Linked DNA regions of Mus musculus: region 2 is linked to region 1. A link is a contact called in public promoter capture Hi-C data. All regions are on one chromosome and are shown on one strand. The core of a region is the stretch at or near the end of the contact, and the rest is flanking DNA. Distances in the headings are between cores, read along the strand shown.

Region 1 (2,660 bases), core at 120-2,619:
TATGTAATGTGCATTATGCAAATGGGGTCCCATTTCTTCCTCTGAGGTTTGCCATTACTTACTACTCCAGGATAAAACTCAGACGTTTTACCACTGCAAATAAAATTCCCTATAATCTAGCCCGGGGTTAATGATATGAAACGCATCTAATTTAAAAGTTCCTAGTAGCCATATTTTAAAAGTAAAAGAAATGAGAGAATATAATTTTAGAATATCTTACTTAGCCCAACTTAAGCAAAATATTATTTTAAGTGAAATTAGTAGTCTTACAATGGATGAGGTCGTTGCAATCTTAGGTATTTGGGGTTTTGTTTGGTTGGTTTTTGTTTTGGTTGTACTTCAAGTTGATCATCAAAATGTGTATGCTAAATTGTTAATCACAAAAGTTGTAAACAAAGAGCTGGAGAGGTGGCTCAGTAGCTATGACTCTGGTCTAGATAGAGACATGCTCTGGGAGCCTGTGGAGCTGAGTTCAAATCCCAAGTACTAACATCACAAAAAGCGGCGTGCAGCTGCTTGTGCATGCAATGCCAGCACTAGGAGGCGGAGCCTGTGAGCTCAATGCCAGCCAGCTTGACGAAACGGCAAGCCTGAAGTTCAGTGAGAGCCTCTGTGTGAAGGGAATAAGGAGAGCATTAACTGAACACATCAAGTACCCGATGCTGGTACCCTCATCTGTACATCACACACACACACACACACACACACACACACACACATACACACACACACGAGTTATGATCAAATACTTAGGCTTCATAAAACTTACAACTGAAAAAGTAAATTCCCTTTCCTGAATTTCTGCATATTTTAAGTCAATAAGTGTGACAAATATTATTTTAAAATCATAATAAATTAACATAAAATAAGCCTAGGAACTTAATTCTTGCATCATAGTAGCTACTTTTGAAGTATTTAATAGCTTAGTGTGCCTCATCACTGTTATGTGGACAGTACAGAGCTCTGAAGAGCCTCTCAGTAATACTAGCAGCCTCACATATATGTGTTAAGAACTAATCTGGATTTCTGTTAGTTAACTAATTTTTAAGTGTTTCATCCTAGGAAAACAATCTGGAATTATATCCTGTAAATTCTCAGTTTTATAAAAGTAAGGACCAAGGTATAGACCAGTTGAGCCAAATGCACAGAGCTAGGAAGCAAAAGATTTTGGGTTTGTACCCAGACAGTTAGGGCCCAGGACATGGGCTCTTAACCAGAGGAGTAATGGCCTCAGATGCCCAGAGTCCTGCGATGCTTCCCTTACATCCAGACTCACTGGTTTCTCGCTGCTGCTGGGAACTTGGGGATGTCTCTTGCTCTCTGGGAGGATGACAGTTCCCACACTGCTGCATCATTTTTCTGGTAAATGTTCCGTGCTTATCTGTGTGACCTGTAGAAGCAGTATATTATTAACACAATGTCAGGGTTCATGATAAATGCCAGGACAGGAAAATAGCATTTAATCAGACATGCTTATCAATATACTGTGACCCTTCCAGAACTCTCCAAGGTTTTTTTTTTTTTTAAGTTAATACTCTCCCTTGGCCTTCCAGAAGCACTTGATGAACTTTCTGAGTTACATAAGTTGGTGCAAACCACCATACACCCCCACCCCGTTTTCACTTCCTGTCCTTCTGGGATTATGAAGAATGGTCCTTCCAGGAAACATGCTTTGTACGGTCTTACATTAAGAGTGCCCAAAGTCAGCCTGAGAGCGGGGTGCAGTTAACTGTGATTAAAAGCAAAAGACTAAGAACATCACAAAAAAATATTATAACAGGAAATGAAAAAGAATGAAAATTATGAGCGAGGAGGTTCTTGCCGTACTTTGACCTCAAAGAGAAGGTATCTAGTTACATGAGAAAATAAAGGAATGCTATTACCACAAATCACTATTAACACCCACATTAACATGATTGCATTTTAAAAAAATGAATGAGAAGAGGGAAGGCTAATGGGATTCTGGCATAAACTAATCAGGATTCTTTTCACAGCCAGAAAGAAAGATTTATACACAGCTGCCATCGACATATTAATGGCCTTGGTGAACAGTAACAAGTGGTTAGGTCTCACTACCAAGGGATAACTCAGCTGCTTCATCAAGCCTCTCAGATAGGAGCCAAGAAAGATTAACATCTGAGACAATAATACCACAACCTGACATCAGCTCAGTTATGGACTCCAAGCAAAAGATTTGAGCAAATCTGGGACCTCAGAGCCATGAGGGGGTAGCCTGTGACAGAAAGCCAATGACAGAGTAAAATAAATGGATTTTTTTTAAAAGAAAGGATTTATGGGTGGGGTTGTGAAAATCCTCTCCTAAGCCCGAGGTGAAAGCACAGTCTTCCCTTTCCCGATGCACCCCCATACACTAAGGGTACCCCTTATCTCATATGCTGAGAAAGGAAGAGTAAATATTTGCCACGTGCAGAAGAGACTTCTGCTTCCAGATGAGAGGGCGGGACAAAAGCACAATTACCTTCATTCCTAAAACAATCCTTACCGTCAGCCCACAAACACTGATCGTCAAGCAACAAAGGGCAGCGTTCTCTGTGAGATGGGAAACAGGGTGAGTCCCACAACCATCCCAACCCAACAGAAAGGAGCGGAAAGATGGGGCCGAGCTAGGTGCCTAGCATTCTCAGCACCGAGTACTGGAG
Region 2 (2,660 bases), core at 78-2,577, 75 kb after region 1:
AGGGTTCTTTTAACGTAAAAGCTTCAGATTATAACTCTAAAAAAATATACCACTAGGGCACATTTAGGTTATTATGTGTGCATTGAAATGCAGATATTAGAACAATTTGTATTTTGAGACATGGGTTTGGTTTGTATGTTTTGTGAGTTTTTTGTTTGTCTGTTTTTTTGTTTTGTTTTGTTTTGTTTTGTTTTTTTCAGTTTTAAGGCAGGCTTCTTAGTTGGCTCCCTAAGAAGTCTTTTGGCCTGGAAATGTGTTTTGTTTGGCTTGAATGCTGTTGTGGTATTTCCCCCACCCCCTAAATTAGCTGCTAGCATTTGAAAATGAGATTTCACATGTTTTTCGTTTTATTTTTGTTTTTAAAAGATAGCAAGCCCTTCTGAGTCTAAGAGGGAAGGCCTGGCTAGACCTGCAGTACGTGCTGGTTAAGGTGCCTGCTCTGCAGGTAGCAGCGCTCTCTCTTTCTTTCTGAGTCTGTGTAAAACAAGACAGTAGCTCAGTTGGAAGACCCGTGGCTATGGGATGCCGTGTCTATTTCCTGTATAAAACAGACAGAGGCTCTGGCTGCTAGCTGCTGGCCACCCCACTGTCCTTGGCAAGCCTCAACTACTTTGTCTGGCTGGCTTTTGGAGTGTGTTTGGGTTTGCACCTGCTCACTTAAAGAACTCAGCTAATCAAAAGTCTACTTAAGAGTTGGAAGCAGGACAGGAAGATGGCAGTTATTTTCCATTCGGCCCCCTCCCTGCAGACTGTCAGAGCGGGATACGACGATCACATGCCCCGCCCGTAGAAGCAGGTGACGCTTGCTAGTATGGCATTCACCTGACAGGATGGAAGGAGAGAAAGGCCCACAGCTGCTGGTTGCTTGAGGTATCCTGAAAGTACAATGGCCGTAGGGTTGTGCTCGTCTCAGTTAGTTTGATGACATGGAAGTAAGGACTGCCCTGAGTCCGAGTCGGGTCAGTTGAGAGCTAAAGCCTAACATTCCAGCTGTTTGCTGTGGTCCTGTTCAGCTGTGACCATGTTAGTGCCAGAAGGGGTGTTAGAGCCCTGGACGCCTGAGGTCTCGGGGGTCTTCTGTTGTGGATTCACAGTTAAATGTATTGCTCCAGAGCTGAGATTGGTAAATGGTGCTAAATTCAGGTTCCCAGCTCTGCTTCTTAGATGTGTGACCCCCTCTGTGCCTCAGTGACTTACTGGAAAGAGAGGGATAGCGACACTGGCTTCATAGAGTTGGCACGAGGATTCAACCCAACTGCACACATGGTGCATGCTGTCTGAAAACGGGAGTTGCTTATTGCCTGGCAGAGTCAGCCAGAATCCGAATTTGAAGTGCATCAAGTGATTGCATAATTATCGTTTTTTTTTCCCTCCCTCAGTTTCAGCAGGCCTTTAGGAGTGGGTTTAATCTGTGTATTTGAAAAAGAAACTAACAGCAATTTGAGCCAAGTTGCTGGTTTATCTCTAGATATATGTGTTTACCTTACTCTTGGGGATATAAAGGAAGAGTGGGTGGGTGGGGGACAGACAAGAAAGACATTGTAACTCCTCATTAAGAACTTGGTTTGAATGAGTTAGGCACAATTGTCAAGTAAGTCCTGAGTATACAGTGCTCCTAAAAGATACTGTTCGGTTCAAAGACTTTAAAAAGCAATAGGAAATAAAGTAGAAAGAGGGGGTATATTATCTCCCTATTTTGTGATAAACATGGAAAACACAAATTAAAGTACAGGTAATGTCTTGCTTGAGAATGAGCATCAGCCTCAGACTGAAGAAGTATCAATACCCTTAGTAAGGAGAGGGTGGGAAGATGGGGAGTGGCTGCTTCGTAAAGCCCCGAATCTCACGGGGAAGATTCCTTGCTTCGTACGGATGTGAAATGAATTAATGGCTTAAGCTACCCATGCCAGAAGTGATGAGGGCCGTAGCAAAGGAGATAGGGATGGGAAGAACACGGGGGTGATTGGTGGTCAGTTGGGAAGGATGAAGACATGAATGGGTGTCTTGAGTAATCTGGAATTGGCCCGGGCCTGAGAGAACATGCCTAGAGGGGAAAGTGAATTTCCTTGTGTTTCCTTTTGGGTTTTTTGAGGACTCTGAGGCATCCAAGTATACATGCAGCATCCAAGAGTTTTCCACATGGGTTCGGGAACCTCCTGGAGTGGTTCTGTGTGGGTAAGCACACACTCATCTGGTAAATGATTAGTCTGAAGCTGGCCAGGGGCCAATTCCGTGAAGCAAATTTGGAAGTCATTCGTGCTGAGTGGTGGTTGAAGCCACGAGGGAGGATAACATTCATGGAGGGGGAAAAAAAGGATGAGATGAGCCAGCCATCACCAAGCTCAGGAGTGCTTCCAATTATTTAATGCACGCGCCTGGCATGGCTGGTAACTCGTGGGGCTGAGTCGAAGGATTCTAGCCATATACTAAAAGGAATCTTATCTGTATGTGAAAGATTCTGGCAGAATGTAAAAGGACACAGAAGCCCTGAAATTGGCAAGATAGACGTCAGTGTTAGCATGTCAGTTATGCATGTATGATAATTCTCCATCGGAAAGAAGGAGATAACGCCCAGCTGCTGAAAAACAAACAAAATCCAGATTGAATGATTTTAAAGAAAACATTGCAAATTACCAAAAAAACATTTGAAGTATTTTTAT

What was found. Capture Hi-C pulls out chosen DNA fragments and counts their contacts.
Region 2: a contact with region 1 is called in a promoter capture Hi-C map of liver, with 2.3 times the contacts expected there. The contact joins two enhancer-like sites. A contact is called at or near these places in 1 of 15 datasets of contacts at CTCF or cohesin (embryonic stem cells), 15 of 484 Hi-C or Micro-C datasets (the HL-1 cell line, LSK cells, the Patski cell line and 6 more), 7 of 115 datasets of contacts at active chromatin or transcription factors (the 230-238 cell line, embryonic stem cells, extraembryonic endoderm stem cells and 2 more) and 2 of 9 other capture datasets (adipose tissue and liver).

What each region holds. Positions count from the first base shown.
Region 1 is chr15:7,068,987-7,071,646 of GRCm38.p6, forward strand. No RefSeq gene overlaps it. Among named protein-coding and RNA genes, the nearest start is that of Gm30971, 4.0 kb to the right of the region's middle. Within about 2 kb of position 1,370, at least 4 of the 459 cell types and tissues checked have an H3K27ac peak or open chromatin away from gene starts, as enhancers often do. A contact at or near this core is called in liver, where this site is marked.
Region 2 is chr15:7,144,469-7,147,128 of GRCm38.p6, forward strand. The region is part of intron 1 of Lifr (LIF receptor alpha); the gene reads left to right. Among named protein-coding and RNA genes, the nearest start is that of Lifr, 16 kb to the left of the region's middle. Within about 2 kb of position 1,328, at least 42 of the 459 cell types and tissues checked have an H3K27ac peak or open chromatin away from gene starts, as enhancers often do. A contact at or near this core is called in liver, where this site is marked.